3 separate regions of the Mus musculus genome follow, and regions 2 and 3 are each linked to region 1. Evidence: chromatin contacts called from public HiChIP or PLAC-seq data. All regions are on one chromosome and are shown on one strand. Each heading gives the region's core, a stretch centred on a gene start, on an enhancer-like site or on the middle of the called end of the contact. The rest is flanking DNA. Distances are from core to core; before and after follow the strand shown. Region 1 holds the start of 2310068J16Rik (RIKEN cDNA 2310068J16 gene). Region 2 holds the start of C1ql4 (complement component 1, q subcomponent-like 4). Region 3 holds the start of Pou6f1 (POU domain, class 6, transcription factor 1).

Region 1 (4,514 bases), core at 1,213-3,712:
CTAGATCCTCTGGAGCAGGGGTTGTGAGCTGCCAGATGTGGGTACTACAAACTGAGCCTGGGTCCCTGGAAGCAAGCACCCTTAACCATGTTTCCAGAGTTTCAATTTTACAAACTGGATGCCAAAGAGTTCTGGAGATAGATGTAGCGATATTACTTATCTATGTGAATGTCCTTAAAAACACCAAAGAAGGACCTGCAATGCTTTGTAGGTAAAGGCACTTGCTGGTAGGCTAGACATCCTGAGTTTGAACCCTCAGGACAGAACCTAGAAAAGCTGTCCTGACCTCTGTAATATACAAGCATCACCCTCAACAAAAACCTGTACTATAAATTAAAAGAAACTTTAATGTGAATGTCAGTTGTCCAGCACTTGGTACTCTTAAGAACTGCCTATAGGGCTGGAGAGATGACTCAGAGGTTAAGAGCACTGACTACTCTTCCAAGGGTCCTGAGTTCAAATCCCAGTAAGGCAGGGGGATTTCTGAGTTTGAGGCCAGCCTGGTCTACAAAAGTGAGTTCCAGGACAGCCAGGGCTATACAAAGAAACCCTGTCTCAAAAAACAAAAAACAAAAAAAGAAAGAAGCAAGAAATGTGTAAGATCACAAAGTAAATCAATTACCATTATCAAAATATTGTAAAATTGTTGATATGTTAGACAAATCAGGGTTTTTTGTTTTGGTTGGTTTTTCAAGACATGGTTTCTCTGTGTAGCCCTGGCTGTCCTGGAATTGGATCTGTTCACCAGGATGGCCTAACCAACCTGCCTCTGCCTCCCAAGTGCTGGAATTAAAGATGTGTACCACCCCCCCCCCTGAATTCTAACTGGTTTTAATATATTTCAAAACATTAATTTTCAATAAACTACATATGAGAAAATGATGAACTGAGTGACTAATGAGCATATTAACTAAATTTACATAGTAGTTTGGTGGAAAATACAATAATAATTCATTAGCAGAGCCAGGAGTAGAGGTGCACTCTGGGAGGTAAAGGCATATACTATGTCTAAACTTGGAAATATGCCTTTTATCCCAGGGCTCAGGAAGCAGAGGCAGTCAGATCTCTGGGTTTGAGGCCAGTCTGGTCTAAAGAGGAGTGCCAGGTAAGCCAGGGCTACAAAGAAAAAACCCTGTCTCCGGGGGTGGGGTGAACAATATTTGCACGGCATGGTAATTCCTAAAAAGGAAACTAAGCCCTGCTTACAATAAAACCTGATTTCTTGTCCTTTTCAAAACCAAGGTGAACTTAAATTAATAACAACAAAATAAACAGAAAGATTGAGTCCACTGTTCGAAATTTTTAGTGGACTGTTTCAAATATCCAAATGAATACATACTACTGACCTTCAGCATACATTAATTAAGCGTCTTTAACGCCTAATTTTTAGGATCCCAAACTTATCAACTGAAAGGTAGATCAGTAATGAGGGAAAATGAGTATAGAAGATATAAGCAGTTATTTGCTTAATATACAATACACGTGTTTGTGTGAAAATGTCCTTATGTAACACAATACCAAGTACAACGAATATACACAATGAAAAATAAGAATTGCTTATTTACTTTATGCCAGACTACCCTAAGATTCTCCCACCACCACTCTGAACACTCTTTGCCCCTAAGTTAGCCCCATCTTCCAAGTCCATTATACAACCTGTGATTCCGTCTCTCATGAAAAGATTCTTTTTATGGGCATAGTTAACAAATGCCAAGTTGCAAAGTTGCAGCTTTGCTGGATTGACGTTTTCACAATGTAAGAACAATATGATCTGGAATCTACTCAAAGCATTTGCCAGGCAGTCAGCTGATGCTCACTCAACACAACCGGGCAGAAACGAGAGAAATTAAACTTCATTATTTGTCTAAGACAGGTAATCACTACCTTGAAATCTCAAACAGGCGGACGGTAGACGGTCCAATAGAAACGGTATTTCCACCGATCCAACACCACCACAAAACCCCGGCTTCACCTAAGTTTCTCTCCTCCTTTGCAATTTTCCTTGTAACTGGCCCCGAACAGGTTCGCGGAATCAACCCGCACCACGCAGCCGCAGCCCGAGTAACTTTTACAAAAGGTCAGAGCGGTGCCTTTCAAGGCTTCCGACCCCTGTGGGGCTTCGCCGTTCGCACCAGCTCGCTTTCTCCCCCCGCACCCCCCTCGAACGTTCCAGAGCCGGCGGACGCAACCCAACAAAATTTTGGTGCAGCTTGGGGGGTCCGGAGGTGGGGGGAGCGGGCGAGCTTTCTACTCTCTTAAAAAAAAAAAAAAACAACAACAACACGCCCCTCCCCAGTTAGCGAGACAAAACCCCACCGCGCCCGCAGTTCCCCTTCTCCCGCGCTCCCACATGTTGCTCGCTCCGTCCCAGGCGGCCCCGCGAGGCCTCGCTCACCCCCAGCGCGCCCACCTGATCGCCCTTTCTCCGCAGGCTCCGCCCCCGCCGCCCGCCCGCCCGCTCGCCTCCTTCAGGAGCTCCATATGGGACACCCTCGGCTCCCTCGGCTCCTCACGCCACCTCAGCCCAGCCCCCGACGCGCCGCCTTCCCTTTCCCTGCCGCCGGGGGCCTCGACCCACACAGGCTCCTCGGGCCTGCGGAGGGCACAGCGGGGCTGCACGGCCTGCACGGCCCAGGTGCTGTGTCAGCCTCTCGTCGGGCTCCGCGGCGTGGACGGCCTGGAAAGTCACATGGCGGTGGGACCGGCCCGCGCCCCGAACACTCCGGCTCTTCTCAGAGCCCGACCGGGCGACCCGAGCCACTCACCTCAACGAAGAGCAACATGTCTGCTTCCGCTCGGCCCGATCGTTCACGCTGCCGCGACTCCAACTGGCTCCCAGGCCCGGGCCCCGGTCGGTAGGATAAGGACACTCGCCTTGCCCCTCCACCCGGCAGTGGACCCGGCTCCTCCCCCGCCGTCAGCCGCTGCGCCCTGACCCGCCCAGTCCCTCCTCCCGGGAAGCAACAACTGTTTCCGGTTCTGGAGGAAAACTGCTTCCGGGGGCGGAGGGCCTGCCCGCCCCTGTGCGTGCTTCGCTCCGGCAGGCTCGTCTGTGGCGGCGAAGGCGAAAGTGTGTGGTACGTGTCGCGTGTGGGTCGACGCCCGGGAGGCCGCGCCGGGCTGTGCAAAACGCTCACTAAAGCATTTGTACTTTCTACCAAAAAGCTGACACCGCACTGCTAACCCTTGCGCAGATTCGTGGTTAAAAACCTAGGTCCGATTAAAAAGCGACCGAGTGCACCCGCCCCTGCTGATGACGTACTGGCTCCTCCCGCCCCTCATTAGAAAAAAAAAAAAAAAAGCTGAAGAGGGAGCTAAGATACTCTTCAGCTACTCAGTGCTTGTACTTTACTAAGCATTTTGCATAAGTTAATCTTAAGACCCTATGAATGTATTGTTGGAGGAGTGCTGGAACAGTCAGATTCCTTTCGCTACAACTTTGATAAAACTTTAGCCCAAGCCCCTCGGAATCAGGTCTCATTAACATAATGATGCTCCGCTGTGATGCTTAATGCTCTACTAAAAATAATTAGCCTAGATCTCTTCTTTATTATGTTTTCATAGTCAAATAAAATAGTATACAAATATTTAATTATTTTTACTAGAGTTATTCTTCCTCTACCAGTCTCTATTGCTCCAGTTTCAAACACTTTTTTTTTTTTTAATTTAAAAAAACATGAGCCGGGCGTGGTGGCACACGCCTTTAATCCCAGTACTTGGGAGGCAGAGGCAAGCGGATTTCTGAATTCAAGGCCAGCATGGTCTACAGAGGGAGTTCCAGGACAGCCAGGGCTACACAGAGAAACTCTGTCTCAAAAAAAACAAAAAAATAAAAAATTTACATATATATATTTGTGTGTGTGTGTGTTTCCGTTTTTTTGAGACAGGGTTTCTGTGTAGACTAGGTTGTTCCCGGAACTCACTTTGTAGACCAGGCTGGCTTGAACTCACAGAGATCTACCTATCTGCCACCTGAATGCTGGAACAACACCTTAAAGTGATGTTTTCATTTCATCAACTCTTGCTTGTTTTCTTGTTTTTTTTTTTTTTTTTTTTCCCCACTTTGAGACAGGGTTTCTCTGTGTAGATCTTGGCTGTCCTAGAACTCACTTTGTGGACCTGGCTGGCCTAGAACTCAGAAATCCGCCTGCCTGTGCACCCCCACCCCCACCCCCACCGAGTGCTGAGATTAAAGGTGTGTGCCACCATGCCCAGCCCTCTTTATCTTTCTTAAAAATTTATTTTCATTCTATACATATGGCTCTTTGCCTGCAGGCATGTATATGCTCCCTCCTGCATGCCTGGGAACTGAACCTGAGTCCTCAACAAAAGCAACCAGTGCTCTTAACAAAAAAGGTTAGACCATCTCTGCAGGCCTAACCTTTCAATTCTTTCCTTTCTGTTTCTTTTGCTTACTTTCTCCCTTCCCCTCCCCACAAGTCTACCTCCCCATGACAACATCTTTCTGTGTATTCCTGGCTGTCCAGGAACTCACTTTGTAGACCAGGTTGACC
Region 2 (4,514 bases), core at 1,084-3,583, 890 kb after region 1:
CCAAGGAAGGTGTGCAGGAAATGAGAGATGAAGAAATCACCTTCGACCCGACAACTATGCCCTGGTGGGCATGCCTTGTGCCCTCCACATTCCACACTCTTGGTTGTCCCTGCTCTCAGAGGCCTCTGCTGCTGCCTCCTGCCAGGCCTCCAAAGATCCTAGATCCTTCAGTGTTCACCCTCGCTCTCCCAGCTTCTGACCCTCTATCCCCTGAGAAGAGGCAGCTACTGGCGTTCCCTGTGCATGCTGCCTGCCCAGAGCCAGTATTCCTTCCTGGTCGCTCTGAAAGCAGGCATAGTCACCTTTACAGGCCATAGTCACCTAATACCTAATCCATATTTGAATCTTGTTACTATGCACAGTCAACCAAACATCCATTATCTGGGGCCTGATTTTTCTAGATTTTTCTCTAGTTAATAAACAGTTGGGGAGGCCAAAAGGAGCCCAGACTGGGGCCGATGAAGACTGGTCTGGGGCAAGACAGAGGCTGTACCAGTCTGGGCAGAGCAAGTGAGATTAGCTTTCTGACTTTCTCACCAGGCTCCATGGGCTTCAGTCCTCAGACAGGATAGCTGGCTTCTGTGGGTCCTGGATTTCAGTACTAAGACAGAGACATACAAACACCCTCTTCAAGCAGCCTCACATGGGTACACAAAGACAGCCCACAATCCACAGTCCTACTCACCCAGGGACAGCAAGGCCAGGATCGTATGGCCCATCCCACCACACACCCAGTATCCAGCACTGTCACAAAACACAGACCCATAGCCTACCGCTCCGCTTGCAGAGCTGCCCCGCCCCCGCGTCTTCTTCACAGTTGATATGTCACATTGGAGTCCGAACACGGACCTGGGTGTCTCTCTGCAGCGCGCCATTTACATTTCTCTCTCGATCTGTCAACCTGTCTGGGCTCCCTTCTCTCTCTCTCTGTCTCTGTCTCTCCCTCTCCCGCTCTGGGGCCGTCTGTCAGTCTCTTTTCGAAGCTTTGTCTCTCTGTCTCTGTTTCTGTCTCTGATTTCTCGGCTGTCCGTTTCCTGCTCATTCCCTAGTTTCTCTCTCTCTCTCTCTCTCTCTCTCTCCTTTCATTTCTCTCTGCTGCTTCTGCTGCTATGTGCTATGAGACACCCCCCCCCCCAAATTCATAGAGGCCAGGGTGGGAATGACAGATTTGCCTTTTCCCAGACTGGTCAACAAGTACCGATTGAGCCCTTTGCCATGTTCTGTATTTGGTTGGGGGCACCGAGGGACGTGTGATGGCGAATTGCTATTTATTTCTGTTTTCTGTTTGTTATATATGAGTCCCCCTTGCCCCTTGTTTAGCTCTGCATTCCCCCTCTGAGGTTTTATACGTATATTGTAGCCTGACCCCTGTTTACCCCATCACTGTGTTTATCTTCCTTTAAGCGCTGAGAATACCAAACTCCAGCTACAGGGTGAAAGTGAGGATACATACGGTGAGGGCTGAGAATCGCTGCAGAGCCCTGGGAGCAGGCAGGGAACCTGGAGGCCCGGGGCTCGGCGGAGAGGTGGGGGGAGATGGCGCGGCCTGCCCCGCCCCCGTGCTTCCCGCTCTGGGCGCCAGGGGTCGCTCCGCCTGCGGCCGCTTATAGTGGCTCCTGCCGCGCAGCGACTCACACCACCCGCACTGCTGCCAGGGAGGAAGGTTAGGGACGCAGAGAGGGAGAGCGCTTGCTGGAGAGGGACGCCTGGCTAGGGCTCTGATGAGGGCTGCGGCCACCGCGGCCGTAGGAGGCAGGTAGTGCTTTCCACGAGCTAGAGTGCAAAATCTCTGACGAGGTCGCGTCCAGAGAGAGCCCCCCACCTCACCTCCCGCGCCAGCTCAGAGCCTGGGACGTCGGGAGAGCGGGGAGAGGTCCCCGGTCTAGCCGGGAGAAATCAGCGAGGGGAGCCCGGGACCAGGCACAGCTGTCCGCAAGAAAGCAACTGTCTGGAGAGGTGGCATCTTAGACCTGTGAGAAACCAGCCGTCCAAGAAGCTGCAGGTTTCAGGCGCCCTGAATCATTAGAACTGCACCCGAGGGTAATATCAGACTGTAGGTTCTGAACCCTCAAGGGCTGTCCTTGGCCCAGCTCACGGGGAGATCGCCACCCTGACAGGCGGTTTGGGGAACAGCACTGCTGTCACAGAAGGAATTCGCCGCGGCAAGGTGGTCCGGCACAGCCGTCGGGAGATCCAGACCGGGGCCCGAGCCCGCGGAGAGCCCCGGGCCCCCGCCACCATTGCGCCCAAAAGTGAGGAGGATTTGCTGGCCCTGGCCGCGTCACGGCTGAGCCGCCGCAAGCGGGTGGCGGGCGCAGCCGTCGGGGTGGCCATGGTGCTGCTGCTGCTGGTAGCCATCCCGCTACTGGTGCACAGCTCTCGCGGACCAACACACTATGAGATGCTAGGTCGCTGTCGCATGGTGTGTGACCCCCACGCATCCCGAGGCCAAGGCCCCGACGGCGCGCCCGCCTCGGTGCCTTCCTTACCTCCAGGTGCCAAGGGAGAGGTGGGGCGGCGAGGGAAGGCAGGCCTGCGGGGGCCACCAGGACCCCCAGGTCCCAGAGGGCCCCCTGGAGAGCCAGGCAGGCCAGGACCCCCAGGTCCTCCTGGCCCAGGCCCTGGAGGGGCAGCGCCCCCTGCCGGCTATGTACCCCGAATTGCCTTCTACGCGGGTCTAAGGCGGCCTCACGAGGGTTATGAAGTGTTGCGCTTTGACGACGTGGTGACCAACGTGGGCAACGCTTACGAGGCAGCCAGCGGCAAGTTCACCTGCCCCATGCCAGGAGTCTATTTCTTCGCTTACCATGTGCTCATGCGAGGCGGTGACGGTACCAGCATGTGGGCCGATCTGATGAAGAACGGACAGGTGAGGTTGCCCCTCTACTTAGCCCCAGATCCTGCTAATGACTTCCTAAAACTCCCCGCGCTCAGCTCACAATCCAGCTTCTCCCCTGAAACACTATCAGGGTATCCAAGACTGGCAAGGTTACCAAACTTCTAATGTCACTCAATTTAGTCAAAGAGGAGGAATTGGGGGGGGGGGCGTCTGGAAAAGAAAATCACCTGACAGGACAGTAGGCTGAGGTCAGAGCTAGAACTCAGGACTCAAAGGCCCCAACCTCCACGCTCCAACCTCCGACTGTAGCCTGCCAAATCAAATGTCCGTGGCACCTTCCCCAGCCCATAGCTTCTTCTTTCTTTCTTCCTTGAGCTGCCCTCTCTATTGGGGTGGTCTTCCCAGTCAGTGGGTTTCCTGGCCCTGGCATGGAACAAGCTATTAGAGAACCTGGTTTCAGGGAATGGAATGGGATCTCTTGTTTTGGGTAGTGGCAGTCTCCCCCCAGGGGAAGTCATTCAGCTTGAATTTTCAAAGAGAAGTGAAAGGGGGTGGAGGGGAGAAAACACTAACTGGCCTCTCTACTAGATCTTATTTGTTTATCCCCAGGACCTGGAGCCAAACCTAGACCAAGCTTTCCTCCCAGTTAATACTGATTGTGTAGGCAGATGTGGACAAGGGTCTCTGGCTCCAGGGGCTATATAAGTGGTGGGGTAAACCAGATTGGATTTGGAAAAGCTAGGAGACAATGGACAGGAAGAAGGGAGGCCTGGTCTTTGGGGCCTAAGCCCACCCTGGGAACCTCTCAGATTCCTCTAGGTGTTGCCCCAGTGGGGAGTCAAAAAGCATTGCCACCTAAGATTTGAGGGGATAGCACCCCCAAAGACCCACATATTTGAACAAGCAAGATGCCATAGGGCTGAGTGGAGAGAGCTGCCTGTACTCTGCAGGATGAAGAAGGTTTGGACTGAACAGTGACCTTTGAATGTTCCATGGGAGGGGTGGGGCCCTGGTGCATCAGGCCTACTGCTCAGGATCCCTTAAGCCTTAAGCCTTGAGCCCTGCTAGATTGCTGAAAAGCTCTCGGACCCCAAGAGGACACCGCCCAGCCCACCTTCTGCTTCAGTTTCGGGGTCTGTTCCTAGCAAGCCTTCCCACCGGAGGGTGAGGAAAGGGAGTTGCCAGGCTATGCAAGTCTTTATGGGGTTGATAGTGTTTGCAAGGGAGTGAGTGTCCACAGGATCCAAGTGTCTCTGTGACCGTGGAATGCCAGAGTGTGAGCAGAGCTTGGTGTCTTCCTTCTCGTGGCATCAAGTAGGTAGACTCAGTCTGTGCCAGGAATCAGGGTGGAGTGTGGCGGTTTTAGAGGGGGTGGTGCGGTGCAAGCTCCCATTCTGTATTCCATGGAGCCAACACTGCGGGCCTGGGAATGGTAAATAATGATTAGAATAATGATGAATAATTAATGATTTAATAACCAGTCCCGATGGGATGGAAACTGGGGGAAGGGGCTGGTGGTGTGACTGCTGCAGACCAGAGATCAGAGACCAAAGGCAGTCCCTCACATGGTAGGGGACCAGGTGACACTCCCCAGGGAAGCCCAGGAGGCCAGAGGGAAACAGTTCACTTTCCTACTGGTACAACACAGGTATAGCATAGGTGTAGACACGTTTGC
Region 3 (4,514 bases), core at 895-3,394, 630 kb before region 1:
TAAAATCTTGGCCTAAGAGGGGCGTGGCAGTGCACGCCTTTAATCCCAGCACTTGGGAGGCAGAGGCAGTCAGATTTCTGAGTTCCAGATCAACCTGGTCTACAGAGTGAGTTCCAGGACAGCCAGGGCCAAAAACCAAACCAAAAGCCAAAAAAAAAAAAAAAAAAGAACTTGGCCTAGGTTACCAGGAACGTGTAAATAAGAAAAGGAATAAGAGAAAACAAAACAGACAGATTGCCATGAGAACTACAGCTCCAGGGAAGAGTTCCACAACCGATTCCAGGAGGCCTCCCCTCCCCCTCTTGAGGTCAATCGCCTCAATGTGTGGAACTTATCACACAGATCCTACTGGAGATGGTGTAGCAGAGGCTGGCTATGAGCACATGGAGAGGGGAGGAAGGGAATGGGGAGAGAGTGGGAGCAAGAGGGCAAGAGAGGAGCAAGAGAGCAGGAGGGGGCAAGCAGCCCCTTTTATAGTGGGTCAGGCCTACCTGGCAGTTGCCAGATAACTGTGGAGTGGAGCTTAGACAGTACACTAACAGTATGTGTTGTGTGTGTGCCTATATGTGTGAATGTGTGTGTGTTCGAGGATGAGCGGGTGTGCATGTGTTTGCGTGTGTGTACGCTCGTGGGGAATGTGTGGGGTGTGTCTCTGAGCATATGTGGGGCTGTGTAGGGTGTCTGGGGGAATGTATCTCTGTGTGGTGTGTGTGTGTGTGTGTGTGTGTGTGTGTGTGTGTGAGAGAGAGAGAGAGAGAGAGAGAGAGAGAGAGAGAGAGAGACTTTGTTGTTCAGGCTGCATCCTAATTCACAGGTTCATTCGGTTTGCTGCCTCTCCAGCAGCCGGTCCTACAGGTGGGACGGTGCCCGGCTCAGGCTACCTCTGTTTGTAAAACTAAACTGTATCGTTTGCCTAGACCGCAAATGGATGGACGCGCTGGGATAAAACCCCAAGCTTTCTGGTTCTTGACCCTTTAGTTAGTCTCACCCGCAGTGCCTCCTCCATGGCCCCAGGAAAACAGCGGACAGCCCAGCTCTGCGGCACCAGTAGCCAGCATGATGCAGGCAGCCTGGAGTGTACCTGTTGGTCAAACCCAGCCGATGCTGCTCCCCTCTCCTCCTGAGTGTGTGCTTCCACTGGAGACGTTTAAGGGACTGTCTGGCAAGGGCTCTACAGTTCATCATTTCTCCTATTGCTGCTTCTGCACGGCCTACCGAGATCATCCTAGACCACGGAAGCACGGGTGTGGGGTGAGGGCGAAGAGGGAAACACTGTTGGGAATCCACTTGGCTGCGTTGATAACGCTCTTCTCTGGTGACTCCCTTCATTCTTTCTCGCTCTCCTGGTCTTCCTTCTTTTGTCCATTATGTCCCAAACCTTCGTTCCCCTGGCCCCTAATCGGCCTCTGAGTCTCCCTCTACCTTCAAAAGTCAGTAGATATAACAAACCCTCCCCACCATCACGGTCCCCAAAACAGTGGCTTGTTTTTCTCCATCGCGTCAAACTTTGCCTTTCTTTTCACACCTTCGTGTGCTGCTTGACTAGCCCGCAGGCTGCAGGTGGGACCCCGCCCCTCCTGAAGGTGGGAAAGCGAGCTAGCTCAGCAGAGCGTCCGGGACCCTGGTCCCTCTGGGATGTGCACAGCTGCTCCGGAGACCCTGAGCCTTAGTGACGTCCGAGTTCCCTCTCCTTTACGGCCTAGAGGACAGACGTGAACTTGAGGTTGGCCGTTGAGAAGGGCAGTTGACCACCAGAGAGTCACGGTTGTCACTGCTCAATCCTCGGCTGAAGGGAAGGCGACACGGGGTCCCCTATCGAGACTCCAGTCCTGCTCTCCAAGGGGGCTGAGTCAAGCGGCCCCACAGGCCCTGGGTCCCAGTCCCCGCGAGGCCTGGGGTTCCTACCCACCCCCACGCGCAGCTCGCAGCTTCCCAGACCCCCCCTCCTTTTCCTGACCGCCGCCCCCGGCGGCTGGCGCGGGAGGTGCAGCATGCGGCAAAGCGCTTTGCATAAATTATGCTCATGACGCAGCAGCTAAAAAAATCCAAGTAGCAGAAGGAGGGAAAGGGGGGGAGGGAGGAGGGGGCGAGGAGGGGACTGCACCTGGCCGCCCCCGCCCCCGGCGTCCCGGCCCGTGCGTGGCCCGCAACCCACCGCCGCTCCGCTCTGCCAGCCCCGGCGGGGGGCTCAGGGGGCGGCGGGTCCCGAGTGGCTCCGGGCCGAGCGAGCCGGGCCGAGCCGCTCCGGCTTCTTTGTCTGCGGGCGGCCGCCCCGGCCGCGGCCCCCTGGCCCGGGCTGGGGGATGAGTGTCTAGCCGGTGGCCGCTGGGCAGCCGGGGAGCGGGAGGCTGGGCTTCGGGCTCCGGTGAGTAGCGGGGTCCGGGGCGGGGAGGGCTTTGCACGGAGGGGGAGGGGGCCGGGCAGGGGAGGTTTCGAATTTGGTTAATATGCAATGCCCGTAATTAGCATAATTTATATATTTATGATAAAGAGAGAAAAAGGCGCGGGGCCGGGGCGGCGGGCTGCGGCCCCGGAGGCTGGAGCTCTGGGAGTCGAGGGCCGCGCTCTGCCCACCTGGGGCCGCAGACCCCGGGCCGCACCCTGGTCTCCGGTCCCCGCGGACACTCGAGGAGGGGCGGCCGCTTGGGTGGACGCCCTGCCCTGGTGGGGGGCGGGGTGTCGGGGAGAGGCACGTAGAGTCCTGGATCCCGGGACGCTTGGGTTCCCTGGCGACCTGTCACCGCTACTCCGGAGAAAGGGCTGGTGGGACTCTGGGGGGCAGAGACCTCGCTGTCACTGGAAGGATGGGGGAATGGTGGGAGGGTCACCGTCGATCAGAGCGTGAGCACTTCATAAATATTTAATGACAGTATTAGTATTAATAATGTCATAAAACGGGCCCACTATCTCCTCCCGGGACATTTGCACCTGGCAAGGCTGAGGGATCTCCAGAGTGGCTTCTAAGCCACTTCAGCGCTAAGATCGCCTCCTCGGGCTTGGGTGGGAAGCCTGAAACCTTTACAGAGTAGTCGCTGCAGCTGGGCAGGAGAAAATGAAAGCCTGCTCAAAAGCTTCCCTAGGCCAAAGACAGGAAGCTCCTAGCAGACACAGAGACTGTAGCCTGTTGGCTCCCTGGCATTCCTTGCTCACAAAATAGAAGGCGGGGCCCCCAGTTCCATGCATATATACCCGTCGCTTTGGTAATCTACGACAGTCAACACTGCAAACCGGCATGCTGGGCGTGTATTCCGTTTTGATTGAAGTTTGTGAGCAGGATATTTCTGTGACTCGGGGGCCTCTTTACATATGTAAAGCAGAATCACATTCATTCCTTCTATGGTACTTCAATAAAAAAAAATCAGTGTGCGAGAGCCGCACTCAGACAAAGCCCCACCTGTCCTGGAAGGAGCAAGACAAACAAACTCGGAAAAAAACAAAAAAAAAAAAATCAGATCAGGTAAAGCCAGAGAGAGAGAAACAGAGAAGACACGCTGGTTTCTGTTTCTTCCTAGAGGCACTAACTATTTGGCAACTAAGAAAAGTAAAACTGTTGATGCACAGCTGTAACCCCAGCAGCCAGGTGTGAAACTGCAGCCGGAGGATCAAAGACTAAAGCTTGATAGTGAGACTGGGCCTTAAAAACTCAAGGCAAACAAAACAAAACCCCAAGCCAAACACCCATTTCTATAAATGTAAAACAAAAAGGGGCACTTGCGGTTTGATGGCTCAGCAGCAGGTAAAGGCATTGGCTGCCAAGCCTGACACTCTTAAGTGTGGCCCTTGAACCTTGAGAAGTAGAGAACAAACTCCTGCAAGTTGTCTGCTCTTCGAACACAAGCTATGTGAGTGCACCATGGCACTCGGGTGCGCCCCCCACACACACAGACACACACACTAAGTAATAAATGTCAAGAGGAAGGAGAAGGGGGAAGGAGGAGGAGGAAGAGAAGAAGAAGAAGAAGAAGAAGAAGAAGAAGAAGAAGAAGAAGAAGAAGAAGAAGAAGAGGAGGAGGAGGAGGAGGAGGAGGAGGAGGAGGAGGAGGAGGAGGAGGAGGAGAAGAAGAAGAAGAAGAAGAAGAAGAAGAAGAAGAAGAAGAAGAAGAAGAAGAAGAAGAAGAAGAAGAGGAGGAAGAAGAAGAAGAAGAAGAAGAAGAAGAAGAAGAAGAAGAAGAAGAAGAAGAAGAAGAAGAAGAAGAAGAAGAAGAAGAAGAAGAAGAAGCAAAGAAAGAAGCCAGGCGGTGGTGGCACACATCTTTGATCCCAGCACTTCAGAGGCAGAAGCAGGTGGATCTCTGAGTTTGAGGCCAGCCTGGTCTATATACAAAGAACCTCTGATCCCCTAAAACAAACCGAAAAACATAACAAACAAACAAAAAAAAAAAAAAAAAAAAAAGGAAAGGAAGAAAATAATCTGGGCCCAGAGCTCAGGAGAGAGAGTATTATATCCATCTGTCCATCAGTCACAGCTCACACAGGCACACCCTGATGATGGAGGACAAGATACATGTCACAAA

The links. HiChIP or PLAC-seq counts read pairs in DNA pulled down with a chosen protein or histone mark.
Region 2: a contact with region 1 is called in an H3K4me3 HiChIP or PLAC-seq map of stem cell-derived neural progenitor cells, with 4 times the contacts expected there. The contact joins the promoter of C1ql4 here to the promoter of 2310068J16Rik in region 1. A contact is called at or near these places in 3 of 39 promoter capture datasets (hippocampal neurons and liver) and 1 of 115 datasets of contacts at active chromatin or transcription factors (stem cell-derived neural progenitor cells).
Region 3: an H3K27ac HiChIP or PLAC-seq map of extraembryonic endoderm stem cells shows a contact between it and region 1, with 4 times the contacts expected there. The contact joins the promoter of Pou6f1 here to the promoter of 2310068J16Rik in region 1. A contact is called at or near these places in 2 of 39 promoter capture datasets (cranial neural crest and hippocampal neurons) and 2 of 115 datasets of contacts at active chromatin or transcription factors (epiblast stem cells and extraembryonic endoderm stem cells).

The regions. Positions count from the first base shown.
Region 1 is chr15:99,971,235-99,975,748 of GRCm38.p6, reverse strand. It overlaps 2310068J16Rik (RIKEN cDNA 2310068J16 gene), which reads left to right and starts at 2,462. Exons shown (of 1, transcript NR_028124.1): 1 at 2,462-3,582. It overlaps Larp4 (La ribonucleoprotein domain family, member 4), which reads right to left and starts at 2,969. Exons shown (of 16, transcript NM_001024526.2): 1 at 2,766-2,969. The coding sequence starts at 2,783.
Region 2 is chr15:99,085,547-99,090,060 of GRCm38.p6, reverse strand. C1ql4 (complement component 1, q subcomponent-like 4) reads left to right here and starts at 2,333. Exons shown (of 2, transcript NM_001024702.1): 1 at 2,333-2,869. The coding sequence starts at 2,333.
Region 3 is chr15:100,597,614-100,602,127 of GRCm38.p6, reverse strand. It overlaps Pou6f1 (POU domain, class 6, transcription factor 1), which reads left to right and starts at 2,144. Exons shown (of 11, transcript NM_001304965.1): 1 at 2,144-2,365.